Regions from separate parts of the Mus musculus genome. Here all the other regions are linked to region 1. A link is a contact called in public HiChIP or PLAC-seq and promoter capture Hi-C data. All regions are on one chromosome and are shown on one strand. Each heading gives the region's core, a stretch centred on a gene start, on an enhancer-like site or on the middle of the called end of the contact. The rest is flanking DNA. Distances are from core to core; before and after follow the strand shown.

Evidence for each region. Promoter capture Hi-C pulls out the DNA fragments that hold promoters and counts their contacts. HiChIP or PLAC-seq counts read pairs in DNA pulled down with a chosen protein or histone mark.
Region 2: an H3K27ac HiChIP or PLAC-seq map of double positive thymocytes shows a contact between it and region 1, with 5 times the contacts expected there. The contact joins the enhancer-like site here to the promoter of Cyba in region 1. A contact is called at or near these places in 5 of 39 promoter capture datasets (cranial neural crest, embryonic stem cells, fetal liver and 2 more), 11 of 115 datasets of contacts at active chromatin or transcription factors (bone marrow-derived dendritic cells, bone marrow-derived macrophages, craniofacial prominence and 6 more) and 1 of 9 other capture datasets (liver).
Region 3: a contact with region 1 is called in a promoter capture Hi-C map of the HPC-7 cell line, with 3 times the contacts expected there. The contact joins the enhancer-like site here to the promoter of Cyba in region 1. A contact is called at or near these places in 12 of 39 promoter capture datasets (the 3T3-L1 cell line, the HPC-7 cell line, cranial neural crest and 8 more) and 2 of 115 datasets of contacts at active chromatin or transcription factors (bone marrow-derived macrophages and embryonic stem cells).
Region 4: an H3K27ac HiChIP or PLAC-seq map of embryonic stem cells shows a contact between it and region 1, with 2.0 times the contacts expected there. The contact joins the enhancer-like site here to the promoter of Cyba in region 1. A contact is called at or near these places in 5 of 39 promoter capture datasets (cranial neural crest, frontonasal cranial neural crest, hippocampal neurons and 2 more), 1 of 15 datasets of contacts at CTCF or cohesin (the NIH/3T3 cell line) and 1 of 115 datasets of contacts at active chromatin or transcription factors (embryonic stem cells).
Region 5: a contact with region 1 is called in an H3K4me3 HiChIP or PLAC-seq map of bone marrow-derived macrophages, with 3 times the contacts expected there. The contact joins the enhancer-like site here to the promoter of Cyba in region 1. A contact is called at or near these places in 2 of 39 promoter capture datasets (both in embryonic stem cells), 1 of 484 Hi-C or Micro-C datasets (embryonic stem cells) and 3 of 115 datasets of contacts at active chromatin or transcription factors (bone marrow-derived macrophages, embryonic stem cells and microglia).
Region 6: an H3K4me3 HiChIP or PLAC-seq map of bone marrow-derived macrophages shows a contact between it and region 1, with 5 times the contacts expected there. The contact joins the enhancer-like site here to the promoter of Cyba in region 1. A contact is called at or near these places in 2 of 39 promoter capture datasets (the HPC-7 cell line and trophoblast stem cells) and 2 of 115 datasets of contacts at active chromatin or transcription factors (bone marrow-derived macrophages and embryonic stem cells).

The regions. Positions count from the first base shown.
Region 1 is chr8:122,430,631-122,435,196 of GRCm38.p6, reverse strand. Cyba (cytochrome b-245, alpha polypeptide) reads left to right here and starts at 2,257. Exons shown (of 6, transcript NM_007806.3): 1 at 2,257-2,387. The coding sequence starts at 2,330. Mvd (mevalonate (diphospho) decarboxylase) reads left to right here. Exons shown (of 10, transcript NM_138656.2): 9 at 285-393; 10 at 1,022-1,601. The coding sequence ends at 1,102.
Region 2 is chr8:122,872,827-122,877,392 of GRCm38.p6, reverse strand. The region is part of intron 1 of Gm39273 (a long non-coding RNA gene); the gene reads right to left. Among named protein-coding and RNA genes, the nearest start is that of Gm39273, 4.7 kb to the right of the region's middle. Within about 2 kb of position 2,037, at least 7 of the 459 cell types and tissues checked have an H3K27ac peak or open chromatin away from gene starts, as enhancers often do.
Region 3 is chr8:122,033,970-122,038,535 of GRCm38.p6, reverse strand. No RefSeq gene overlaps it. Among named protein-coding and RNA genes, the nearest start is that of Mir7237, 58 kb to the right of the region's middle. Within about 2 kb of position 2,770, at least 17 of the 459 cell types and tissues checked have an H3K27ac peak or open chromatin away from gene starts, as enhancers often do. A contact at or near this core is called in the HPC-7 cell line, where this site is marked.
Region 4 is chr8:122,054,281-122,058,846 of GRCm38.p6, reverse strand. It overlaps a transcript of Zfp469 not described here. Among named protein-coding and RNA genes, the nearest start is that of Gm34413, 38 kb to the left of the region's middle. Within about 2 kb of position 2,661, at least 43 of the 459 cell types and tissues checked have an H3K27ac peak or open chromatin away from gene starts, as enhancers often do. A contact at or near this core is called in embryonic stem cells, where this site is marked.
Region 5 is chr8:122,110,617-122,115,182 of GRCm38.p6, reverse strand. It overlaps a transcript of Zfp469 not described here. Among named protein-coding and RNA genes, the nearest start is that of Gm34413, 18 kb to the right of the region's middle. Within about 2 kb of position 2,747, at least 113 of the 459 cell types and tissues checked have an H3K27ac peak or open chromatin away from gene starts, as enhancers often do. A contact at or near this core is called in bone marrow-derived macrophages and microglia, where this site is marked.
Region 6 is chr8:122,153,423-122,157,988 of GRCm38.p6, reverse strand. It overlaps a transcript of Zfp469 not described here. Among named protein-coding and RNA genes, the nearest start is that of Gm39268, 5.7 kb to the right of the region's middle. Within about 2 kb of position 2,443, at least 42 of the 459 cell types and tissues checked have an H3K27ac peak or open chromatin away from gene starts, as enhancers often do. A contact at or near this core is called in bone marrow-derived macrophages and trophoblast stem cells, where this site is marked.

The DNA of each region.
Region 1 (4,566 bases), core at 1,008-3,507:
TGGGATTAAAGGCGTGTGCCACCACGCCCAGCTGAGTGTGTGGTTTCTTGTCTCTTCCTGGCATGGGTCTATCTTCTGAGACTGGTCTGAATGTGAATGTGTGGGCCACTTCTCCATCTTCTCATGATCCCTAAAAAAACAAAAAAAAAACCCTCCCTCCTAGTAGACCCCTGCGCTCCTCACCCGCGCCATCCCTAGCCCACCCAGACCACCGTATCTGAGGAGCTGCTCTTCTGGGCTTTCCGTGCACAACTTCATGAACACGCTTCTGCCTTCTTCCCCAGGTTCCTAAAGGGGCTGCAGGTGGCACCTGTTCTTCTCTCTGATGAGCTGAAGGCCGCGCTGGCGGTGGAGCCCAGCCCTGGTGGGGTCCAGTACATCATTGCCACTCAGGTGAGGCCAGTACACACGGCAGGCACCCCCTTACCTGCCGGAGGGAGGGAGGATCCAAGCCTCCCCCACTGTGTCTCAGGGCGGAGGCAGAAGCCCACATCAGCCACGGCACGGAAGTAGCCACATGGCGTTCTTAGGCTCAGAGTCATTGGACACTGTCTGGTTTACTCATTTCCCCTCAGTGGTCATTTAGGGACAACTCGTAGAGGAGAGCGGGGGCGGGATGTGAGGGTTATGTACTCTGGACAGAAAGATGATAAAAAGCAGTCACTTGCCAGGAGAGGTAGATGTTGGGGTCCCTGGGAATCTGCTCTCAGGATGTAACCCACCACAAGCACGCCAGCATCCCCGCGTCTCCTGATCCTGCTCAAAGAGGCTTGCTCTGGGTCCCTCCTTTCACACGAGATGAGGGTCACTAAGATCCCCACAATCTAGCCCGGAATGGAACCCCAGGCAGCTTGAGAGGCTCATCCTGCGCAAGCTGGTGTGGACTTACCACGAAGGGACCCACCCGTGTCTCACCACCCCCCCCAATCTAATCCTGCCTTAGAGTCTCTGACCTGTAAAGTCTCCGGAGCAGCGGCTACTGCCGCACCCCATGACTGGACACTGATTTTTCTCCCCCCAGGTCGGACCAGGACCTCAAGTCCTAGACGACACTCATGATCATCTGCTAGGCCAGGATGGACTGCCACAACGGGACCTTTGACCTCTTCCACGTCCAGTGCCATTTGGAGAAAGGGGTTGCCCACTGGAACTCGGGAGCTGGCCTGCTGGTCAGCCTCTCCTGAAGGGCTGCTTGATGATCGATTATACTGGGGGATGTCGAGTGTGATGGGCAGCCATCTAGGCGATCACGGGAACCCCTCTCAAGTGCCTCCGGTTCCCCGCTGGTTTCTGAAGGGCTAGCTGACCCACTCGATGGACCTTCCAGCACTCCAGACAGCTGCTCATCAGGGATGGGGAGTCGGTGCCTCCCCCCTCCCCCAAGATGCTCTGAGGGCCTCAGTAACCATCTAAGCGTGATGGCTCAGACAGCGGTGCCTCTCTGCTGAGACTCAGGCCACAGTTTCTTTATAAAGCCTCCTGGTGAGGGTAGGGGCTGTCGAGCCCACAGGTAGGGTCCATTGTGTGTGTGGGTGCCTCATGAGGGTGCAGTCAGTGGACCTGAGGACCACAGGAATAAAGTGTGCTGTTCCTGCCTGCCCGTGTGGGCTGTGCTTTCTTCTTTCTTCCTAAACCAGCGCTTTAGGGTCTCTGGTCTACTGATCTGCTGGGTCCTACCCGCCATTGAGTTCAGTCTTGTTTCCCTATGTAGTGGAGAGGTGGGGGCTGAAGTGGGTCCTGCCAGGAACACTTCCCACTGCCCACAAGCCAGCCCCGTGAGAGTCTCCTGCCACCTTGTGACCACCCTAAGTCATACCCCAGCATACATGCAACAGCTGCTGGAGCTGGTCTAGGCCAGAGGAAAGAGACAACAGAACAACGGTGTTCCGGTGTTCTGTCCCCTGCTTTCTGGGTTTTCCCAGCCTTGCACACTATGGTCCCCTACCCCCACCCCGTAGTCACGTGACCCAGGACACACACCTGCCCCAGCTCACAGTGGGTCGGAAGTAACCTCATCTCCTTTTAGGGAGCAGCCTTTATCTGATAACTAGAGGAGCAGGTGGATGAAGTGACTTACGCCTCTGGCCCTGGGGGGGTACGGTCACAAGTCACAAGCAGTCACAAGTGGCCCTGGTACTTTCCAGCTGGAGAGAGAGGTCGATGGGGAGACTGTCCCACCCACCAAGGCTCAAAGGGAAGGTGCAGAGGAGGCCTCTGGGGCACAGCCCGACAGGGCGGGGCCTGAGCAGGGGGCGGGCCGATCAGTGAGGACTTGCGAAGTGGGCTGCAGAGTTGGACCGGGCTGCTGCGTGTGCGCAGGGTCCTCGTCATGGGGCAGATCGAGTGGGCCATGTGGGCCAACGAACAGGCGCTGGCGTCTGGCCTGAGTGAGTGAGGTGGGCTGCGGGTGGAGGGGTTGCTCAGGACCCGTGGGGCACCGCGGGGGAAGCAGGGCTCGGGCTGGTTCTGCGGACCTCAAAGCGCGGATCCTCGGAGAGACCTACCGGGGCCTCCGGGCACAGGACGGGCGGTGGCCGCTGCAGGCCGTGCTCGGCCGCCTGTTCTAGAGGCGACCCCGCCCTGCACCCTGTTGGGTCCGCGCTGGGACCTCAGAGGAGGAAGTTGCTTACAGCTGGGGAAGAGACATTCACTCGGTGGTTTCCCGCCTGGTTAGGAAAACCCCCGGAAGACCCTCTTCTGCGCACAGCCCACTTGGCCAGGAGTTGGGACTCTGGCCTTGAGGTCACTCGGGCTCCGGCTTCTCCCCGAGGGGCCTGGGATAGGAGCTAAGCTCATCCTAGAGGAGCAATCGGCTCCATCCCACAAGCGAAGTGTGCGCAGAAACTATTTCACAAGAGTCTGGACACCCCTCAGAGTGATCTTAGCCCTGATGGCCTGCCGAGTTAAGATGCAGGACACTAGTCTTTAGTCAGGTTGACACTGGCCGTGGCTTGAACAGTTCAGCTTGTCTGGGAGGTTTGCCAAGGGGCAGTGGGACCCCTGGGCTTCACTGTACCAGGAAAGGAACCTAATAGACCAGACCATGAGCAGCAGGCCTGAGACTAGAAACTGCAGACATGCCTCAAAGCCGAAGGGAGCCAGAAAAGACCTGCCAGGGCAGGGAGGATGGCCCAGACCCCCCTCCACTCACCCGGGAATAGCGCATCGAAGAGGTGATAGAGAAATCTCCCCCAGCCCACGCTGGAAGCTCCCGTGGAAGGCCTTGCAACCCCAACCTTTTGAAAATGGCGCCCCTCCCCCACCTGCAGTCTCCCTTCTTACCCTTCCCAGCCTCCTGCCAGTAGTGGTTTGTCCTGTGACCACTATGGACGGTTTCAAAAGTTACCTCCAGGAAGTGGGGGTGCCAGACACACCTAAGGGTGGGAAGACCTGGCGAGCGCTGTCCATGCAGTGTCTCCTGTCCTCGTGTGTGCTAAGGTCTCTATGTACTGCCTCAGCTAATTGTTCAGGGTGTTCAGGCTGACACAAGTCTCCTGTGCTGAGGAGTCACAGGCTGTGGCCACTTACTTTCTCCACCGAGTGTGACTTCCGCTAACTTTTCTTTTTACGGGAAAGCACAACTGTCCTGGGAAGGTTCTGAACTGTCTAGGTCCAATCAACAGGGATGTACTTTGTTTCCTTTTGTTTTTTTAACATTTGATTTTTTTCAGATTGTGTGTGTGTCTGGCCATGTGTGTAAGTGCGGGGGCGCTTGCAGACAAAGGCTAGAAGAGGGTATTGGAACCCATGGAGCTGGTGTTACATACGGGTGGCTCTGAACTGCCTGATGCGGGTGCTGAGAACCCCACTCAGGTCCCTTGGAGAGCAACCCTCGCTACTAATCCCTGAGCCATCTCTCCAGCCCCCTATTTTGTTTTTTTCTAAATCACAGAAAATTCCATCTGTTCTGGCCCCATTACCTGGCTCCATCTCAAGACGAAAGCCCGTTCCTGACCCCCCTGCTTGTCTCCTGGGCTCTTCCTGCCTTCCTTGCTAGGTTGCTCCTTCTCTGTCTCTGAGTTTCCTGAATGTGCACGGGGAGGGGGGCGGGGGGGGGGGGCTTTTTGTACAATTGGCTGGGGTCACAGCTGATGCCTCCTTTTCAGTCTTGACTCAGATGCCACCTGCTGAGACATCAACCTCAGATAGTGGGCTTCCCTGGGATTGAACCCTCTGTTACAGTGTATCACTTCAGCAAGCCAGGGGCTTGAGAATCAGTCCTTGGGTCTCCCTGTTGGGTAAAGAATGACCCCTCCCACTCATGGTGGTCAGTGTAGCAGAAGCTCACAGTGAGGACATGAGTCCCTAAGGACTATGGGTAGCAGGCCGAGTGAATGTGTGACAAAGTACCCTTCCCTCCTGCAGAGTGCACCCTTAAAGCTGACCAGCAAAACAGGAAGGTTAATATGTAGCCGAGCTTCAAGCCCAGCATAGCAAAACACCAATACTATTTAAAGAGTGGGAGAGGGACCTGGAGTCTGGGGATGTCCAGAACAGCATGGAAGCTTTTCCTGAGGCTGCTCCAGGGTCTTCGTACTGAAGAAGGCAGGAGTCAGCACCCTAGCA
Region 2 (4,566 bases), core at 788-3,287, 440 kb before region 1:
CGGGGCCCACCGTGGGCAGTGCCACCCCTGAGCTGGTGGTTCTGGGAACTCTTAAGTAAACAAGGTCAGCACATCATGAGGAGCATCCTCCCTCATGACCTCTGCATCAGCTCCTGCCTCCAGGCTCCTGCCCTGACTTCCTTTAGTGATAAACCATGATGTGGAAGCGTAAACAAAACCCAACACTTTTCTCAAGTCCTGGTGTTTCATCACAGCAGGAGTAGCCCTCATTAAGATGCATACAGGAGGCCAGAGCTCTGTCATCAGTGTCTTCCTTGATTAGACATTGAGCAGGCTCTCCCTTAAGTCTTAAGTAGCCATCTTGCTCCAGGATCGCTGTCCTCCCCTTCCTGAGTGCTGGGACTGCAGGCTCTCATTCCCACCTGTCCTTTACCTCCGACCGTGACATCACCCTTTTTGTTTGCTTTGATTTGGATTATGTAGCCCTGGCTGTCCTGGAACTCACTGTGTAGACCTCAAATCCAGAGATCTGCCTGCCTCTTTTCCTGAGCGCTAGGACTAAAGGCATGCGCCACCACGCCTGGCCGGGTTCTCACTCTTACACTGCTGGCAGGCACTTTGCCCACTGAGCCTCTCCCCAGCCTCTGGGCATACCATTTTTAAAGTACAGAAATCCTGAAAGAAGCTGTTCTTAGGGAGAAACAATGGTAAGAATGCTATCCATCTCAGCAGACAGGGAGGGAGCAAAGCAAAGGAGCACAGAAACCATTATTCCGGAGACCTGGCCCCGGGAACCTTACTCTCCAAGGTGAAGGGCAGCCAGTTGGGGTGGTGCACACCTGTAACCCAGCACCCAGGGCAGAGGCAAGCAGATTTCTGTAAGGTTTGCTCTATTTAAGAAAGGGGAAATGGGGGGCTGGAGAGATGGCTCAGTGGTTAAGAGCACCGACTGCTCTTCTGAAGGTCCTGAGTTCAAATCCCAACAACCACACGGTGCCTCACAACCATCCGTAATGAGATCTGACGCCCTCTTCTGGTGCATCTGAAGACAGCAACGGTGTAATCAGATATAATAATAGATAATATCAAAGAAAGAAAGAAAGAAAGAAAGAAAGAAAGAAAGAAAGAAAGAAAGAAAGAAAGAAAGAAAGGAAGGAAGGGAGGAAATGGAAAAAAGCTGAACTGAAGGAATTTGTCTTGAATGCCTCCCCACAAGGAATATTAGACATTCTTTAGAAAAACACGGGTCAGGCTAAGGCGGTGTCTAAGTCTGTGGATAGTTTGCACGAGGCCTAGGGATCCGGGAGAGAGGAGACTCAGAAATTCAGGTCTGGGGCCAGAGAGATGGCTCAGTAGCTAAGACCACTTGTGCTCCTCCAAAGGACCCAAAATTTAGTTCCCAGAAAAGGATGTGAGCTCGCATCTGCCTGAAGCTCCAGCTCCAAAGGACTTGCCAGGCTCTTTTGGAGGTCGCAGAAAACCCTACATTGGGCATACACCCATACAGACATGCATACATTATATTATATACATTATATACACCCATACAGACATGCATACATTATATTGTATATATTGCATATGTACAATGCATTAGGAAATTTAAGGTTTAAAGAAAACAAAAATGCCGGTCTGCACTAAAGAAAGGCGAAAGGAAAACCACCAATTCTCAGGGTACACAGCCAAAGCCCCAGCACTCAGATCAAAGCAGGGGGTTGCTATGGGTTTGAGGCCAGCTAGGGCTTCATAGCAAGACCCCGTCTCAACCCACGCTCAAGGAAACGTTAGGATGATAAACAGTTTCTGTGCAGCCTTAGTGTCCTCGCTCTCCAACCTTCCATGCCCCCCACCCCACCCCCACGCCGCACCTTGTCCCCATCTCACAGGCATGCAAGGGAGTCCCACTGTGAGAGCATGAGTCTTGGTGTGGACTGCATGCAGTTCTTGGGGCCAGAGGCCTGGTCCCTGGGAACTATTCTGGAGTATGGGGCTCAGGGCTCAGGTCAGGCTCCACTGCTTATACATTCCTGTCTTTCCTTAGCAGTCAAATTGATTAAAACCAGACATGGGGTGGCACAAAGGACACGGAGCACATAAACGCTGTAAAACTCAACTGGTCAAGGCTTTGTGATGTGGCCTGTGATCCCAGTACACAGGGGGCAGGGGCAGGAAGGTCGCTTCATGTTTAGGGCCAATCTGGGCAATATGTAAGAAGACCCCATTGACAACAAAGCCAAGAACAGTGGGTGGCTCTCATCTGTATTTTCAAATCTAGAAACAGAGGCAGTAGGATTGCTACAACTCTGGGGCTAGCCTCAGCTACAGTATAAGACACTGACTCAAGATAAATAAAAGACTCCCATCAAGACAAGGAAGGGAGTGGATTGAGAGAAAGCAAGAAAGTGAGCGAGCACTAGGAGAAGCAGACATCAGACATCAGCACCAGCAGAAACAGTTGCAGTGGGGGGTGAGGTGCTCCTCTGTAACCCCAGGGTCTCAGAGGCAGAAAGAGCAGGAATTGAGGTGAATCTCGGCTACACAGGAAAGGAAGAACAGGGGTGGGAGGGATGGGAGGGAAGGGAGGGAGGGAGGGAGGTAGGGGAGGGAGGGAGGGAGGAACAACACACAGAAACAGTCCTGCAGGCTGAAAGCCAATAATGGCATCCCGATGTAAGCAGCGCCCACAACCTCCTGGATGGGCTGACTCTACAGATCCCTTTAACTGCAAACACAGCTCCTCAGGCCCACATGGAGGGTGTGGAAGAACACATTCCTACCTTAACAAATGTCAAGGGAATCATGCCTGGTCTGTTCTTAGACTACAATGGGATTAAAGTAGAAATAACAAGTAGATAGATGAAAACTCTCAAAGGACTTCAGCTTAAGCACTACACTCAGAAGTAACTCCAGGGTCAAAGAGGAGACAACTGGCCGGGAACTTCCTGTGTAGACCAGGTTGGCCAGGCTTCCATTCACTGAGATTCTACTGTAGCCTCCCTCATGCTGGGATTAAAAGGTGTTTGCTACCAGACTAGCTAAAAAGTTTTAAATTAAAAGTTTTTTTTTAAATTACTTTTATAGCCTGGTGGTGGTGGCACACACCTTTAATCCCTCGGGAGGCAGGGGCAGGTGGATCTGTGAGTTTGAGGCCGGCCTGGTCTACAGAGTGAGTTCCAAGACAGCCAGGGCTACACAGTGAAACCGTTTCAGAATCCCCCTGATGCCCAAAAGGCTGGAAACATAGAAGATGGTTCATCAAGAGCACTCGCTGCTCTTCCAGAGGACCTCGCTTAAACTCCTAGCACCCGGATGCTGCTCACAGACATCCACTGCTCCAGGTCCAATGGATCCAATGCACTCTGCTGATGTGCACCAAACACTCATGGGATTCATACACACACATGCAAGCAAAACATGCCCATAAAACAAACCGAAAAAGGTATGTTCAAAACAAAACATTGTAAAGACACATAAAATAACACAGGGTAATAATACATAGATGTCCTGACCCTGGGCTTGACAGTGATCTAGAAACAACACCAAGGTCCAATCTGTAAGGAACTGGATACATTAGGGACAGGGAGAGACTGCACGAGGTTCTGGGAAATGGCAGAGTGGAAGGCATCAAGAATCCATTTCCCAGACTAAACAGAACCTGAGAGGCAACTACTTAGCAGTTCCTCATCTGCCAAAAACCTGCAAGTCCCAAGAGAAGGCTTGTGGCCTCATCGTGTTTTATTCTCATAATTTAGGAAACTAATACTTTCAAAAGAAAAACAAGCATTCACCGTGTAATTTATTTTGTGACTCCAAATTTTGCTTCCTACCTAATTTAAGAGACTAGTGTACTTAATTGGTTTATATTTATGAGCACACAATCAATAAAGATATAATCTTTCGATATCCATAACTGAAGCTTTGCAGCAGGAGCTACCTGGTGACTGCTTTAAATCCAGAGTAGAACGTTAACACCTCTGACTCCTGCTCAGCTCCAGCCCCGGTGACAGCTCACACCTGCAGTGCCAGCACTCAGGAGGCTGGAGGAGGAGTCTGTATCAGATGCCAGCCTGGCCCACAGCATGTGGCAGACACTAGCTCAAAGGAAGAAAAACCTCCATGGTAACCTCAAAGAAAATAGTGACAGGTTGTAAATAAAAAGACGTAAAAAAGGAACTAAACGCTTTTGTTTCACTGCAAGAAAAAGTGTAATAAAAAAAGATGGTAATTCAGGAAATGAAAACCAAACCATCCCGGACAGAAAATAGTGTAATGGCAGAAATCTGCTCTCAGCAGTAGCTAAAAAGATTAAACTCTCCATTCAAGGCCAAGGACTGGGCTGTGTTGAGCTGGAAGCCTGAAAAGACTCAAGGTGACAAAACTCAAGGTGACAGTGGCAGGAGAGAATCCGGAGATAAGAGGGGGAAGACTGAGCCTGCTATCAAATGTCTTCCCCCCTCCTCCCTCGCCCACCTTCCCTTCATTCCCCCCATTTCTCCCTCCCCCCTTCCCCCTCTCCCCAGACAGGGTTTTGTCTGTGTAGCCCTGGCTATCCTAGAGCTCACTATGTAGACCAGGCTGGCCTTGAACTCAGAAATCTGCCTGCCT
Region 3 (4,566 bases), core at 1,521-4,020, 400 kb after region 1:
TCACCTGCCAGTTCCTGCTGCCACGCCTCTCCTACCATGATGGACTGTAACCTCGAATTGGACATAAAAATAAACCCTTCCCTCCTTTAGTTGCTTCGGACAGCTACTTTCTCACAGCAAGAAAAGTAACACCGGACAGAGGGTGCCACGGTTGAGCAGGACACTCATGGCATCCATGGGTCTGTGGCTGAGAGTGTGACAGCTACCCACGCTCATCTCAGCCTGGCTGGCAGCTACTGGCCACTGGCCCCATCTCTGCCCAGATACCATTTCTCAATGGCACAGCAAGGTCAGCATTGCTTCTAGGTGTGACTCAGCCTAGCCTGGGTGACTCTGGGGATTTGGAGAGGCTGATCGCCACAGAGCTGTACCTAGCAACCGGTACCAAATCCAGCAATTAAGTATGGGCTTCCCAGGGCCATGGCTTCCAAAGAATGGGCAATCTCTCTGTGCTCTGGGCCTTCATGTTAGGTCCCTGAACTGATCTGTTCCTGTGGACCCAGGGCAGGGAAAAAGCTTTTTAGTGGGCCAGGGGATTCAGAAGGCCCTGGCTGGACGTCCCCTTGGTGCTCCCAGCCCTGTCACCTCAAATCTCCACTGAAAAGGAAACAGATGCCACGTGAATGGGAAGCCTCAACCGCCTTGACAGAACAGGGAGTCTAGTTTTCTCTTCCTCCTTGCTTCTCTCTTTCCCTGTAACTCCTGCACAGACTCCTGGGTCCCTCCTGCACTCCATACCACTAGCTGCAACACTTCTCCAGCTATGACAACTAGAACCACCATCATTAGACTCGAGCCAGAACTATCAGATCATCTTGTACCCCTCACCCAAGAGCAAGGGCTGGTCCTTAGCCTTGGTCTCTCTCATTGGCTTTATTAGCCAATAAATGACACCCAGAGCTCTATGGCTTGGCCTGGGGGTCAGAGGGAAGCGCCCTCTGTCTGGGAGAAGCATGAGAAAATAAAGGACCTTTCGGGGCTTGCTGTAAACTCCAGTGAAGAGTGGAGCACAGCTCGGTCCTGCACCCACACCCACTGGGATGAGATCATTCCTAAAAATTTCCCCCAAGGCAGGGAGAAGGCAGAGGCGGGAGCTGGGTGCCCTCGGGACTTCTGGAACTTCTGGCCTCCCAAGCTGCCACTCCCCCAAGCTGCCACTCCCCAAGCTGCCCCCACCCCCACACAGAACTTAGCAGGCATGAGCAGCTTCTTTGACCCCTTGGACCAAAGAGATGCTGTGCCCACTCAGCGCGAGTGGGAGCAAGTGGGCCTGTTTGTTCATACCCGGAGGTCTTCACAGGGTGGCCAGAGAAGCAGCCTACAGCTTGGCTGCCCCAGACAGGGAGGATGGACACTGAGAGAGGGGCCTCATGGGATCTGAGCAGACCAGCCCCGTTGCGTAGGTAGGTTCTTGGTAGAAGCTCTGGGAATCTGGGCCCATTTCCTGAGACATTCTGATCAAGGATAGACTAGTGCCCCACCAACTTGGATACAGTAATGGCTCAGGTCATAAAGCCCACCCAGCTCTAAGGCAAGTTCCATGTCACTAATCTGAGGCTTGGTGGCCAGAAGGGCCCCATGGTCATCAAATAGTAGGTATACTGTCACCATCAAGCTCAAGGACTATGACTCAACATCTGCTTGACCAACCTCTGTGTAAAAGCCAAGCAGGGCTGAACGCTCCGAAACTCCTAACCTGAGAATTCCGGGACTATTCTAGACCTAGCCCGTAGCCTCTGTGGGCTTCAGGGATGTGGGGATTCTCCAACATGAGTGTCCAAAGTATGACTGGCACCCTCAGCCAGAGTAAGGATGAACACTACCACTGCCAGTGTTCTGGTGGGCGTCCCCAGGGCTCCGGCAAGCATGTCCGTCACTGACAGCTGGAACCTGCTGAAAGCTGCTTCCATCCTTAACGCTGGAAGAGACAGCAAACCCAGACACACACACACCAACCCAACCACACATGTCCCCAGCTCACTGCCCTGGCGAATTCCACACATACTGCAGCCACAGCTATGGCAGGAATGGGAAGGCAGGGGTGATGGGGGACAGAGGAGGAAGCTGGCCTGAACAGGTGGCCTATAGGGAGACCTACAGGGAGTTTCAAGTGGCTCCTAATGCTGTGGCAACAGCTGGCCCCCAGCCCTGAACTCAGCGATGCTGGGTGGGAGGAAGCAGACACAAAAGTCTGCCACATTAAGGGGCTTTGAGGACAGACAACGGTCCCAGCCCCTGTGGCTGGAACATTCGTGGACCCAGCTTCCTTCCTACTGCTTTGGAAAGCATCAGCCTACCTGACTTTGCAAGGTGACATTTCCTTGCCGCTCACTAACTACTGGTCCAGCCTGTGCCAGTCTTCCTCAGAAGCTGTAAAATCCCTCTGAACCCTCTCCAAAGTTTTTATATGCGGCTATGGTTTGAGGGGTGGGAGAGCATGAAAAACTGCCAAAACCAAACTGATCAGCAGAAGCTGGACCCTCCATGCCAGGTTTGTGGCCTCAGTGGCAGACGGCCCACTCCTCGGCTCGGACATAAAGTGCCTGACCATCTTGCCACCTCCACACATCAAGGAGGAAGGCCCTGTTGTTTCCCCAAGTGGGATTTGAGCTGCAGGCTCTAAGAGGAACAAAGTCTTCCCAAAAATGAGTGTGGAAGAGGCCAGGAGGTGGAAGGCCCACACAAACGAGGCGGCTCAGCTCTGAGCACCCGCCGGGACCTAACAGCAGCCTCAGAGTTTCCTGGCATCTATCTGTTCACTGGTGTTGCAATGGGGGGGGGGGGTTGAGAGTCAGAAAGAAATATTATTAAGTGGTTTTTCTCCTGAGCCACAGGGCCAACTGGGCACACAGACCATCTGCAAAACCGCTTCAGCTGACTAGCAGGAACTGCGTCTGCCTGAGGATTAACCCCTCTAGGACCTGGTAGCACCGCTTGCAGAGCTTCCTGGTGATGGCAGCTGAAGGCACCTCTGCAGGGTGGGTGGCAGAGCAGAGTTGGAGGTGGTGGGATAGGGATTGGCACACTCTTCTGGCCTGTCTTCCTCTCTCTCCTCACCCAGATGTTAACAATGAACACAGAGGTGTGGCCCTAAAGACAGCACAGTTCCTAGCTCTGAGCCAGCTGTGACAGGGTCGGGACAGCAACCGGCCGGCCTCCTGGAATCAGGTGGGACTTGGACTTTGCCCATTTGCCTTATAGCAAAGCAGCCAGACTTAAGGCCACCTCAGACGTGGAAAGGGCCCTAGCGAGGCAGGCAGGGCCTGGGAGAGGGGTCGGCACTCTGGACGTTAAATGGATGGACCTGAAAACATGCGGCTGAGGCCCAGTTCCCAGCAGTAAAGACAGACACCACAGGACCCACCATAAACCCCAGGCATGCACAGGTCCTGTGCTGTCCTGTGCTGCTGTGTCCCAGCAGGTGGCATCTGAGGTGGCTGACAAGGGACTGCCCTTCATCAATGCCACTTCCTCTACTCAAGGATGTAGTGAAGCACGGAACACAGGCTCGTCTGGTCCCCCGGCAGGTCCTTCCTGTGTATGGCTGCTGCTGGAGCCAAGGTGAGGGCCCAAATGCCGAGGTACGTTTGAGGTAATTTTCTTTTACAGCTGAAGTGAAGGCTGCACGTATAAGATATTCCCATTGCGAGGGAGCAGGAGAGAGGGGGGAAGCTCTTGTACCGAGCCAGCTAGCTATCAAATCAAGTGTCAGAGTCAACCAATGTTGGCCTCTTAGAAAATGCCTAGCTGTAAGTACAGGAGGAACCACGCCATGCAGGCCACACAGGGCCAGAAGAGATGACATCTGCAGAGACTAATGGCAGGACTCTGAGGTCCAGAGGCCCAGCCAGGTATAGAGCCTCACTGGCCAAAAGTATCCAACACTGTCGAGCCCAGCCTCACGAATGATGGCCTAAGGGAGAGCTTCGAGATGCTTCATCGTCATCTCTGCCTCCGTCTCTCCAGCTCTGCCTGTCTTTATGGCTGATTCTGAGGCTTTTTGTTTGGTTTTGTTCTTGTTTTGTGAGACAAGATTTCTGCGTAGCTCTGCTGTCCTACTGTCCTAGAACAATCTCTGTAGACTAGGCTGGCCAGAACTCACAGAGATCCACCTGCCCCTGTCTACTGAGTGCTGGGATTAAAGGTGTGCATCACTGCCACTCAGGTCCCCCTGATTTTTAAGACAGGGTCTCTAACCCCCCACTGTCTGCCTTTGTCTCTTTATGTCTCTAACTCTGGAGCTTTCCTCTGTCTGACCTCTCTAACCCTCCACCCCTAGGGACTTTCAGAGGTGGGTGCTACTTGTCAGTCATTGTGCTGACCTTCAAGGGAGTTCCAGATTCTGGGAGCACAGTGGGTCCCTGGGTCTCCAGAGCAAGTCGTTTCTTTCTAGGCAGGCAGAGCTAGCAACTAGAAGGCTACCTGAAGCTTCACATGTGATTAAAGGTGGAATATATCTACGGCTGGGGCCCAAGGGCTCCAGGATTGAATGTCCAGATCTGACTGTGGGGTCAGACAAAGGCTCAGAGAAAGCACAGCAGGGTTATCACATACCCTGGGGCTGTA
Region 4 (4,566 bases), core at 1,412-3,911, 380 kb after region 1:
GTAGTGAGAACAATGTTTGCCGCCCCCCCCCCTCCCGCCTTGCTCACACCAACCCTCCAGGGACTCAGAAACGCTACTGCTCCGGAGGCCTCTGGTTTTCACAGGTCACTGGCCTGCCCCACTCCCACCAGATCCGCCCCAGGTTTTGAAAGTGAAACGTTCATCCTAAGAGAACGTGAGGTCAGGGGAGCCCAGCATCAGAGGAAGAACAGAGTTCTCTAGAAAGACCCACAACTGATACATACAGAAGGGACAGTACAGAGAAGACTCCAGAGTGAGGTGAGACCTGTAGTGGGCAGAGTCAAAAGATGCCTTTTAGATGTGTGAAAATTGCTTAGTCAGGATCCCCACTACACCCAAGGCTGCACATGAAAACCAGAACCCAGGGGCACCTCTCACTCCAGATAACCACGCACGGTCCTAGAACTCCAGGACACCCACCGCTCAGTATATAGGCAGAGACCAAGAGCAATGCAATGCTCTGCTCTGCACATCTGGAGAGACGACACCTTGATCTGCCCTGTGGCTGGAGAGTCTCTCCCAGGATCCTGATCCTCCAATCAGAGATTTCTGTTAAGAGACTGGACCCGACTTTCAGCTGAGATACAGGTGAGCAGCCTTGGGGAGGCAGGCATAGAACTGGAGTTACGGAGTTAGAGCGTGAACCTTGTGTGATGATCTTCACCATAATACAGTGTAACTTGTTATACGAACTACACATATCTGCCTTCTTGCTGGTGACCTCATCACATCAGCACCTGATGACAAAGCTCCTGACCCCATGTGACTGCCCAGGCCAGCAAGCAGTACACAGGAGCCCCAGCTGAGTGTGGGGGCTCACTCATGTAGACCCAGCTACTCAGGAGGCTGAGGCAGACGACTGATGGAGTCAAGGACTTCCGTGTGGGTGTCCATGCTAGGTTAAGCATCAATATGCTACCCTCCTGAGAACCAGGGACCACTTGGTTATCTAAGGAAGGTCGAACCAGCCCAGGTAGAAATATAGCACGGCATTAGGATTCAAACTGATCAGACAGGAAGTTCAGAAGCCAGAGCCATCCCGGTGAGACACGTCTGGGCTGCACGGAGCCACCTACCTGTGCCATCTTCTGATCACAACAGACTGTTTTAAAAGGTAGAACCAGAATCTAATCCAACCTCTATCTCTACTGAGCAGTTTGAAGGAATGCAGGAGACAAGGAATGTATTAAGGCTACACTTGGGTTTGATCGCCCAACCCAGGATGATGGGCAGATCCATCAATCTGAGGGATGTCCAGTGTTGGAGAACCAAGAATCAGGTGACAGGTAGGGGGATCCTAGATGCCCTATGGGTTTTAAGCTGCCGTCTGTCATCATTCATAGGCAAATGAATAGAAGGCTTCCTGGTTGTGCCACACTGGGAAACAGGAGCGAGTGGGCTGGAAGGCCTGTGCCTGGCATAGCTGAGCAGTGAGATTCGCTTGTCCTGTCTTTCTTCTGAGAGGTCCTCACTCCTCCTACCCCTGCTCCCTGTCCTTACCCTGGATACACTGACGCAGCTCTGTCCATGGCCATGAGAACAGAGAGACAGACTGACATGGGACCCCTATTGTAAAGAATAAACCTGCTCTCAGAGGCCATCCTGGACACATCACAGCAGTGCAATGTGGTCTGGCAGCTGCTTTGACAACTCGGGATTAGGAAGACAGGATGAGGAGGTTACGGAGAAAGCAGCGAGTGATTTATCATCCTTAGGCCATTGGAATCAATTATGGATGCACACAAGTATGTATGGCATTTCACCTACTCAACTCTCCCGGAGGCCCAGGGCTGGGCTTAGACATGGGAGCCAAGAGCCCAGCATTAGGGCCAAACTCTCACGGGCCCTGGGCCAAATGAACCCCCTTCAGAGTTCGTGTTCTATCTACATAATTGATGACATCTCATGTTGAAGCCTGACCAGGGCTTGTGACCAACGTCAGCTTTCAGCTCATGATATAGTAGGGACTCCACTGCCCTCAGAGTCCCCACTCACTCCAACCCATCCTCTCAAGCCCTGGAACCAACACTACCAGCTCCCAGGGACTGATCCCACTGCCCCCAAGCGGAAGCCAGACGATCCAGTATAGCATGTTGGCCTTCCAGTTATGGTGGCCTGATCCACCCCTTCAGGATCAGCGTGGGACACCCACAAACATCTTTCACCCAGTGGGGAGCTGATGCGTATAGCAGATCTCTGTTTACTCAACAGGCCCTACCCAGGGGTACAATGACTCGGGTTTTCTGGTCTTTAGCCTTGTCCAGCAGTGGCTTCTCTCATACCCTCTGCTGCCATGCTGGGTTCTAGCCCAGCCACTGGAGGTCCAGGGAGCCCTCTCCCTCCCCACCCCCCATCATCAGTAGGTGGCTAGGTGATATGCCATGGCCACTTCCTCCAGCCACCCTTAAGTAAGTTCCCAGCCCCTGCACTAAGGCTACCCTCTCACACCTGATGATGTCACTCTAGGAAATGCAAATGAGGGCAAAGCACAGAGTGGCTTGTCCTGTATGGAGTAGGTAGAACCCAGCCTTCTGCCCACACCAGGGGGAGCCAGCTCCTGCCTGGTGGTGGGCCTCTGGCTCCCTTTAAAGACCCCACCCAACCTCAGGGTGGCCCTGAGTCTATTCTGAGCCCTCTGAGAAATGAGCCAGGGCAAAGGTTTCTCTCTTTTCACAGACTTGTGTCTCTGGCACGTGTGCTCTCTGTCCTGTCTTGGGGGAGGTTCCCTAGCTGCTTGATGGAGTTTGGCTTCCCCCACCCTATTCTTCCCAGAAGAGCCTGATCTCTGGATTAGACAAAGCCTCACTCTGCAAACTTGGCTGGCCACGGTCAGAACAAAACTCAGACCTCCCATCTACCTACCCACAATTCCCTCGTTTTACCGGGAGGAGCAGGCTGAGTAGCTGAGGCTAGCCTCCCTGCCAGTCAGCCACCTTCGCTTCCCTTAGACAGAACTCAAGTAGCGAGGGGCCGGGAAGCCCACTGCGAGCTGCAAACTCGAGGTTGTCCCCAGCTGTGTCACAGGCCACCCCCATCCAGCAGGAACAGCTTCCTGCACCAGAGCCCCAGTCCCCTCCCACTTCTGGAACATGCACCCAAGCCACAGACCCGAAGTCCCATAGCAGGTGTTGCCTACGGCCACACCTGCAGCAAGGGATTCCAATGAAAACCTCAATGTCTGGCTGCTTTTACGCAACCGGCCGGAAAGGGAATTGGTGACCTGGAGAATGGCTGAATGCTTCCAGAAGAGCAAGGTCAAGCTCATCGGGACAGCTAATGATGATGGATGCAAGCTAGGCTGGAGGGGCTCCTGAGGATGCCCCAGGGATGGCAGTGGGCGAGGCCTCTGAGCCTGGGATCTGCCCTTAAAGGAACAGGAAGGAGGGGAGGGAGGGAGGGTGGAGAAACAGACTCCCGGCCAGCTCCGTGACCCCTCAGCTTATGCGAAGCAGCCATACTTGCTCTCTTCTTTGTCAAGGCTCCATGGAAGCTCAGCAAACTGAGGTGGGAAGAGGCTGTACTTCCAGCCTGCCCACTCACTGCCTAGCCTCTGCCTCAGAAGCCGTGAAGGCCTGCTGGGTATAAGGGAGTGGCCTCTGGTCTCCTGCTCCATTGCTGCCTCTTCAGAACTGATCTGTAAATTCCCCCGACACTCCCCATGAATTTGCCTGCTTGGCTCAGTGGATCTGTGAGATGCTGGCAGCATCTTCCCATCTCCCTCATAAATGAATGCATTAAGATTGCTGGCATGTATGCCTTTGGTATGTATATGTCAGGACATCATCTTCTAAAACCCGCCTTTCATACAGGGGTCGCACTGCTGGGAAACCGTAGAGCAGCAATCTGAGCCCAGATCAGCCCACTCTACCCAGAGAGGGAAATCAGCCCCACATCTGCATGTCATTGAAGTGCTGCTCTGCTTTATGGTGGAGGAAGTCCAAGTTCAGGGATGGGAGAGAAAGCAAAAGCCAGCAGACAGGCTGTCCCAGGTGCTGTGTGCGGCCTGTTGCCCTTACTAAGAAGCTCAAAGCTGACCATCTTAAAGACACCACCTTGGGGCAGAAGAAGGACGGGCTGACACCCAGAGAGGCCCCAGGTGAGGGGCTGGTATTTCAGAAGGATTAGACTGTGAAGGAACGCCTAACACTGGGCGCTGGCTTTGTATGGGTACAGAGGAGCAGGTGGGTACCAAGCAGCTGCTCAAAGGATTCCCATAGCAGGGCGCTAAAAAGAGACAAGGGCTCCCGGATTGTCCAAAGCTCTGGGCAGCTTTATCCCCCCTCCATCGAGTTCTGGCTCAGAGATAACGATGATTGCTCCCCGGGGCCCTCAGAACATCCTAACCTAGCATGTGAGCGGATCCTGGATTTGAGCATCCCGGGCTCTGGCAGTCTGTGCTCACGATGGCAAGTCTCCGAGCAAGGCTCTGACTCCTGCCCATGTGTACCGTGGGGTCCGACTATGGGTCTCACCCAGGGTCACAGGACATCTCAGAAGGTCACTGAACCTTTCCCTTTCACAGCTTATCCACATGCAGCATCTCTT
Region 5 (4,566 bases), core at 1,498-3,997, 320 kb after region 1:
GCTGTTAGCCATGCCTACAGACCACTGAAGCCTGGTGTGGTCTCCTGTCCTACCTCACAGCCTGGCTATGGCTTCCTGTCAGTTGTCCTGTGGTAACCCCCACTGTGGGGTGACACAAACCAAAGCTGGTTACCACCTAGCCAACACCTGCTCACACACAGACAGAGCATCGTCTGGTAGTGACAGACACTGGGATTTCTGCTCAGCTGTGAGCTGGATCTTCTGTGTATCTAATTCTCTGGTACCCACCTCAGACTCTTCTCAGATACTGCCTCCGCCTGCATGAAGCCCAGCGGGGTTTCAAGTGCTCCAATGTCTGCCTGTTTCAGCATTGTGCTCTCTGATTCTAAATCCCCAGCATTCCATTTATGGTCCTCTCCACGGAGAGACATCCTGGCCCTCACAGGTCTGACTGTGCCCACTGCCCAGAGATACCATGTAAATGGTGTATGGAGGCCTGGCAGTGAAGCGCCGGCACGGAGCCGAAGCAGGGCGAGGGCCATTCTGGACACAGCCTGTACCGACGTGTCCCAGGACCTCAGCACTGTCCTCGATGTCCTCAGCCCCATGGGTTTCCTGGTGTAGAGGCAGGGACCTGGAGTCAGACATGCCTTTGCTGTGCAATACATGGGTGGTCCAAATTGGCAAGGTCTGAAGAGAGACTTGGGCCAGTCACTAAAGAATGTGGGGGGGTGGTGAAGGGGGCAGAGGGACTGGCTGGGTCCTCTGAGGCCCTCCCTACCACAGCAGACAGGCACGTGAGGGTTGGGAAATTCTGCTCATGGTCACTGTCCTACCTGACGCGTGCCTGGGACCTAGCAGAAGCCTTCCTCTGCAAACACCTTTCTACAGTTAGAGGAGTTGTCTTTCCATAGTTCCTATGCCTTGGGATGCTTGGTGCCAGCAGTCCAGAGGCCTTGGGGGGCAGCTCACAGGTCCTAGGGTCCTCAGGGAGCCTACACCTACCTATCTTCAGATCCCAGACCTAGGGGCCATAGAGTTTCTGGTGCCACCAAAGGCTGATGAGGGTGTTCTTCCAAACCCACTATCTGAATGACCAGCAGTGTCTGCCCTCGGGACTGGACAAACTGCCCCAGAAAGCATTTATAGTCTCCTCAGAAACCCTCTACTATGCAGAGAGAAGGAGGGGGAGGGGGTCCCCAGGAAATGTATTAGAGGGAGGGGAGGGTCAGATGCGGTCAGTGGTTAGCAATGGCCGGTATACCCAAAGATTCACCAGGACAATCCAAGACAGAATGTGGCCACTCAGACTGCAGGGACTGCAAAGGGTGGGCAGCAGCCATGTCACCTGCCGAGCCAAACCACCTTGACCTCCAAGGCTCTGAATTCGAGCCACTGGCTGGGCCTTGAGTTCCGGCCTCATGTGTGGAAGCCACTCCCCATCTCATCAGCCCTTGTATTTCTCGGTGTCTTAAGAAGCCAGCACAACCATCGTCCTGGACAGAAGCTGACTTGGGGATTTTTCTCAAGGTCACAGAGATTCACGGACAGAATTGAGACTGAAGTTCTAACCTTAGGGGTTATTAGTAAATCATCTACAGAGGGTAAGGGGCATACAGTTACCTAGCTGGGATAACTAGTACAGTGGGTAATAGGTGGGCGGTTACATCGCAGGGATCGTTAGTACAACTGTAAGTAGATGACTGACATCCGTGGACAACTAAGATAAGGAGTGGCTGCATACACATCTATGGATGAGGAGCCCAGCAGCTCAGGGTGATTGGCTACGCATCTGTGGATACCTAGCACTAGTAGGGGTGACAGGTTAAACTCGCCCGGTGGGTATACTCGACCTGTGGCATATCCACGGACTAGTACAGCAAGGGACAGGTGGCTTGTCATCCTGTGGTAGATGAGTGGCATGGCTGCTGAGGCCTCCTCTAAACCTGAATCTCTCTCACTGTGTGCCTTGGGGAGGGCATCTCTTCCCTTTGAGCCTGAACCCTATGGGCTACTCACTGATGTGGCACCTGCTGTGTGCCTGAGAATACATTCATAGTGTGACCAGGGGCACTCGTGTTGGGTTCAGGAGTCTGGGTAACTGTTTGGAAGAGCACCCGCCATCTGGTGAATGGCTACCCACCTCTCCACAGGGAGACAAGACCTGGTAACAAACTGCACATTTTCCCACATTGATACCTGCTTCCAGACACTCTGCCCTGACGGGGAGACTAACGTGGCAGCTCCCTCCAAGGTCAGCCTCAGCACAGACCACGGAGCCGTGACCACCATGTGGCCACTTTTGTGGCCAAGCCTGAACCCAGTGAATCATCAATACACAGGATCCAGCCATGAGATTCCCTGAAAAGGGCTGGTAGCAAAACCAACAGACACATTAGAACCACGGAACAGGATGTCCTGGCTTCAGGGAACCCAGGTGGGACCCGATCCAAATAAGAAGCAACAGGGTTTTCAGAGTACCCCCTCCCACCCCACCCCACCCCCAGCTCCGAAAGGCACAGGCTGTGCTCGCCACTGTCCCTGAGAACAGCAGAAGCCAAGGCTGCAGAGAGGCTCTGGGAGCTCCTGGCCTGTGTTTTGGATCCAGCAGAAGTGGGCCGCAGTCATAGCTCATGCTCGCCCCCCCCACCCCCCGCCCCCTGCCACCACAAGCTTTCCAGCCACAGCCATGAGGTGACATCATGGGGTCAGGGGCTATAAACCGAACTCAGTCAGAAGAAGAGAAAGAATGGGAGAGGGTGGCCCTCAAACCCACTTCCTGTCTCCTGATCATCTGGTGATCTCCTGTGTCAGCTTCGGTTCCTTCCCCTCCCGCCAGCTTCCCTCCCTCCTTGCCAAAGCCACAGGCTCCCCTCCTCCACCACACTTGATCAGAACCAGGAAAGCGGCACCAGAGCAGGTCCCTCCACCTCCTAAGAATACCGGGACCCTCTCATTGGGAGCCAGCTTGGCCTCTGACATAGCTAGTGCATAGCCACAACCTGCAGACCACCCCAGTCTGCCCCCGAGCTGGTAGCTCCAAGGGGCAGGTGCTGCCCAGATGAAGTGAGACTGGGGTCCAGGTACTATCCTCTAAGTGACATGACATTGTCAACATTGCTCTGGGACATCCACACCCTTCTCTGGACCTCAGTTTCCCCAGCTGCCAAAGGAAAGGGTGGGTCTGGCTTCTGAGGTCCCAGACACAGATGGATGAAGGGGTGAGTCAGAGCGCAGGGCTGCGGTCTCACGTGGAAGCAGAACTTCGATGATTTCACGAGAGGCAGAGCACAGTCTCCTCTGGCGGAGCCCTTGCAGCTTCCCAAGTTAATCACCATGGGAACGATTATCTGGCCATCGGGCCATCCTCCTGCCCTCCTCGAAGCTCCATCCCGCCTTCACAAACCTAGAGGGGAATCTCCACAATTTACACAGACCATCAATCACACGCAAGCAAGATTTCTGTTTCAATAGCTGGGCATAAAGAAAGTAGCAAGAGTCGTTGGGGTTGAGCCTAACATGTCCAGCCCTTCTTCTGTCTCTGGGACACTGAGGTCTCAGAGTCACATCCCATTTCTATGATTTCTTTAAAAATTACACAAGCCATTATTCATCCATCCAGTGAGGATGGTCCCCGTCTTGCCTACCAAAGCAGGATTAGGCGCTAGAGATACGTCTCAAGAACTCTGTTACTTCCTACCTGGACCAGGGATGGCAGAGGGTCTAACCTATAACACCAGTCCCCTGAAGCCTCTCAGATCATCTCAGACCTCCCCAGAAAGCCCCCACTCATTCACAACAGCTCAGAGTACACATTAATAAGTCGAATATTTTCCTACGATCCCTCTCTGCTGCCTGAGAAAATGGCTACTGATCGTTCACCACCCTAGTTCATAAGTCATTCCAGATCATAGAGCCAGGCCCTGCTGCCCTCTGTTGGCCTCCTCATCTTCACGACTTTTCCAGACTGGGAAGGGGGGGTGGGGGGGGGGTCATTTGTCTACACTACAAAGCCTCGTGCTCTTCTGACAGCACATCCTATGTACTCATTATTTATTGCTGAGATCTCTGTGATTACAACACAGCCCAGCTGGAGTCCTGACAACAGGCAATTTGCAAGCCACCAGCCACGCCTTGAAGCCCAATCACATCCTCGCCCAAGTGTGTTCCGCTTAAAGATAGCACGTGAAGAAAGAGCAGCCTGTCAGGCCACCCCTCTGAGGCTTCCAAAGCCCTGGGTTCTCAGAACATGTCCAGCACGCATTGCCTCATGACCCCCTCTAAGGCTGAAGTCATGGAGAAAGTGCTCTCTAAGAGAGCAATGAGGACTGTCTCCAGCTGAACTATTCTATAAATGTCTGCGAGTCCCTCACCTCTCGCGGAACTCAGCCCTCACGGTGCACTTGGCTCTTGCTCGCACTGTGGAACCCAGCCCTGCTTCCCCCAACGCTGCCTCCTAAAGACAGAGCATCAACATTTTCCCTCTTGGCCGGCACTGTCCTGGCATGGGGAAGGGCCGATTTATGCATGTCAACTGCCATGTTGACAGACTGCTGGACAGAGGCATTGATCTGCCCTGACTGGGGTAAGAAGGGAGTGAGGAGG
Region 6 (4,566 bases), core at 1,194-3,693, 280 kb after region 1:
CCGCCCCACATCTCAGTGTGAACTGCCCGGACTGTCAGCGGAACATAAAAACAGATGCTGCTAGAGCCAAGCTCACGCGGCCTCCCGTCTCATCTGCCCTCCAATTAATAGTTTCCAGGTCGCCGTGGCCCATGGGAACATCTGTGTTCCATCTCTTCAGCCCACAGATGTGGACTCTCTGGAGACTGCATCTCAGGAACACTTTAAAGAGAATGTGTCCCCCCCACCCTCCCCACACACACACCCAATCCTAGTCTTCTGGCGCGATAGTGTGTGTGCTCACACTTGTAGCATAGCTTGGCTGTGCTGCCCCTGGAGCAACTTCCGGCATCAGTCTGCGGACCACATGGGGCCCATGAAGAGATTCTCAGGAGCCACACTGTGATGAGTGAGGCCTGAAGTTCATGTGGTGAGTCACATACTAAGCCTCCGAGAGGAAGCTGCCCCTGGGAAGAGCAGATCTAAACAGAGCTGAGCTGTTTGATTTTTATTTTAAACTGAGCGTAGCGGTACATGCTTTTCTTCCCAGTACTCAGGAGGCAGAAGCAGGGTGATCTCCATGAGTTCAAGGCCAGCCAGAGCTACATAGTGAGATCCTGTGCCAACCTTACCTTCCCCTAAGTATAGGAGATACAAGGCAAGACGAGCCTTGCCCAGCCATGAGTCTGGCTCCAACAGCAGAGTGAGCTGCTCGTGTGTTTAATGTGCAGCTTCCTTCATTTAACACGTTTTTATTTATTTTTATGAGAGTCATCCTTTTTAAAATTTTAAGTGTGGGAAAATATTCATAAGGTTTCCTACTTTTAAAGCAAGTTAGTGGTGCACGCAGTCTTCACCATGGTCCACACAGAACTCTTCCCATCTCCCCAATGGAGGCTCGGCTACACTAAATGCCCCTGGCACTCCCCAGCCTCAGCTCTTCTGTGTCTGTGTGTGTATGCATGTGTGCATGTGTGTGTCTGTGCATGTGTGTGTTCATGTGTGTGTACATGTGTGAATGTGTGTATGTATGCATGTATACATGAGTGTGTGAATGTGTGTGTTCATGTGTGCATGTGTGTGTATGCATGCATACATGTGTATGTGTCTGTGCATGCATATGTGTGTTCGTGTGTGCAAGTATGTGTGCATGTTCATGTGTGCATGTATGCATATGTGTGAGCATGTGTGTGTGTGCACTGAAGCAGATTCACAGTGTTGTGTTCATTCTCCTCCCCGTGCCCTGTGCACGTGTAAACCAGAGATTGACATTAGGTGTCATCTCCCCAGACCCTAGGGTGTTATGACTGGTTACTACTTCTCTTAGCACAATCCTCAAATCTCTTCTGTTGTTCCACGGAGTTGAAGCATCTTTCCCTTTAAAGGTTAATGTTTCATGCTATGAGAGGATCACATTTTGTTCATCTGGAGAGAGACCTGGGCTTTTGTGGTTTTAGCTATTATGAGCACTAAAGCCTTCAGCACTTGGGTTTCATCCAGCAATGGACTTGCTGGTCTATAATAGTATCTGTTTCCTTGAGCGGCATCTGAGCTGTCTTCTGTCATGGCTGGCTACTATGCATTCCCACGGCAGTGTGCCTGATCCCTGTCTTCCGGATCTATCTCAGGTTAGCACAGTTGGCGCATGTCCTTACTGAGCAGACAGCCATTCTACAGACCCTTTCAGCCTCCATGTTCAAAGATATGGTGTTCCCTGGGCTTTGCACTGGTGCTGGTCAGGCTGAGTGTCCTTCCTGTGAGTCACCCCACGGCCTCCCTGGGGAGGATGCGCTGTAGCTACATCTTCCCATGCTCCTCTCTTCTCTGTTAGGACAGCAGTCGTGAGAGCTTGAAGAATGGCATGAGCGTGATCCCTGGACATCATGGGCATGCTCCCTGGGCATCGTGGGCGTGTTCCCTGGACATCACGGGCATGCTCCCTGGACATCGTGGGCATGTTCCCTGGACATCATGGGCATGCTCCCTGGACATCATGGGCATGCTCCCTGGACATCATGGGCGTGTTCCCTGGACATCATGGGCATGTTCCCTGGACATCATGGGCATGCTTCCTGGGAAGGCAGCCTGGCCAAGACACCAGTAGTAGCTCAACGAACCCCCAACAACCCTGCAAACAGCTTCTGTGTTCTGTCTGTCTGTCTGTCTGTCTGTCTGCCTGTCTCTCTCTCTCTCTCTCTCTCTCTCTCTCTCTCACTCAATATATAAAAACCTGTGGACTCAGAGAGCAAGTAAGCTGACATTTCACCCTGACTCAGCAGCCAATCTGGAGGAAGGGATCCAGCCCACTGTGGCCCTCACATCCCTGCACTGAAAATAAGAATAAATAGATGGATGCATGAGTGAGCGAGCGATCAACAAGCAAAGGCTCCGCTGGAAACCCAGAAGGCAGTCCTGGCAGCTGCCCTCAAAGAGGGCTGCTGGATACTTCATAGATACTTCTCAGGGCCAGGCTTCTCTCCCTGGAGACAGCAGAGGCCGGAAGGTCAAACCCGAGTGCAGAGCAAGGCGCTGTGGAAAATGGCCGAGGAATCCCCCACCCCCAGGCCCACACAATTATTTCAGCTGCTTGGAATCTGGACAAGGCCTGAGGAAAGTGTCGGGGTGAGCGTCTGGTTTCTATGCTGTGGTCACAGGGGCCACCTAGAAAGGCTAAGGAGCTCACCATGTGAATGAAGCAGGACACTTCCTGAAAGGCAGGCTCCACCCAGCCCTGACACTCACAGGCTCAGCCCCCAGGCAACAGAACTCGTAGGAAGATGCTGTGCTCACCGAGAGCTGTTGATACAGCAACACCCCTCTCTCCATCTTTGCTCTCAGTGATGAAGAAGGGGTGCTGGGGTGGAGAGGCTGCAGATTGGGGTGCTAGGCCAAAAGTGGGTGAGGAACAAAGCCCTAGTTGTTCCCCCTCCGCATCTCCACTGGACCTGACATCTGGCTATAGCCTGTTTCCCTCTAAGGAAGGGAAAGAGCCCTTGTCAAGCCTCACCCTCCATGCCTACACTGAGCACCGAGCCTTGGCTTCCTCCAGTCCACATGTCTGTGCGTGCGACCGGTGCTCGTTGTCCTAGGAGTTTCTGGAGACGCCATGACTGTGGCAAGTCTTATAAAGGAACACATTTAATTGGGGCTGGCTTACAGTTAAGAGGTTCAGTGCATTGTCAGCATGGCAGAAAGCATGGTGATGTCCAGGCAGACACGGTGCTGAAGAGGTAACAGAGACTTCTACATTCAGACCGACAGGCAGTGGGAAAGGGGTGTGAGACACTGGGCCTGGCTTGAGCCACCACCAGACACACACTTCCTCCAGCAAAGCCACACCTACTCCAACAAGGCCACGCCTCCTAATAATGCTACTCTTTGGGAGTATGGGGGGCCATCTTCATTCAAAGCACCCTTATGCTTACGTTCTTAAACAATTAGTCACCTTGCCATCACTGGCAGGTATCCTCAGAGGCACAGCCTGGTGGAAACAGACCAGACACTCTGTTGGAGCCATGAGCAAGGCAACCCTGCTTCCTCCAGCCCCTGAGTCCCTGAGTCCCTGAGGCCAGCCAGTTTGGATTTCCCACCTGAGAAGAGGGGCGGGGGAAGCCTAACTGCAGCCACCTGTTTTCTACAGCAAACACACAAGTTACAGTGGCTGTCCCCAGTGCTGGGTGACTCCAGCTCCTTAAAGTAACACATTAGGACTCAGGATGTGGCCGGCTTCTTTGGGCGAGTACTTGTCTAGCATGCACAAAGCCTGGGGTCCCAAACCCCAGGACCCACAAACCAGGTAACCGGTACTCGAAGGCAGGAGAAGCAGAAGTCAAGTTCACGGCCATCCTCTGGTATACAGAGTTTAAGGCCAGCCTGGGCTACCTGAGACCCCATCTCAAAGCTGATGAATGGACATTTGTAAGCTTATAGCCAGAGGAACTGCAAACTCTGGGGTCCTGGTGGTGTGAGAGCTTCTCCGTTGCCTTTGTCCTGCATCTGCTGGGTAAGCAGGGTTTGACACCAAGTCTCACAAACATGGGTCACAGACAGCTTTCGAGGCTCCTGAGGTCTCTGTTCATGCCCACCCAAGGAGGACAGGGTACTTGGAACACATGAGACTACACCAGTGGCTTCAAATTTACGGGAACCCAACAGATTTTCTTGAATATTTCAAAATCACTGAGAATCAATAATAAAAGCAGCCGAGTATTAAGGAAAAACAGAGGCTCTGAGCAATATGGCTCCTAAGCACCGGAATGCCCCAGCTCGAAAGGATGGAATCTCAATGTGGCTTCAGAAGCCACAGGTCTGCATGATTATAATGGTGCAGTGTTGAAGGGACAGAGCTCAGGGGGCCACCCCACAGTGTGACACGATCAACCTGAGATGGGCCATGAACTTACTATAAAATGCTAAGGTATATACCTGGAAGCCAACAGCAGAGGACACAGACATGATCTTGAATTGCCAACGAACATTACGCCTCGCCAAAAGCATGACTTGAAACTCAACAAGAAAACAAAAGAACCCATTAGCAGTGAAGAGGGAAAGCCCCGGCGAGGCCACAGGTTGTCGGGTCCTCCCTGT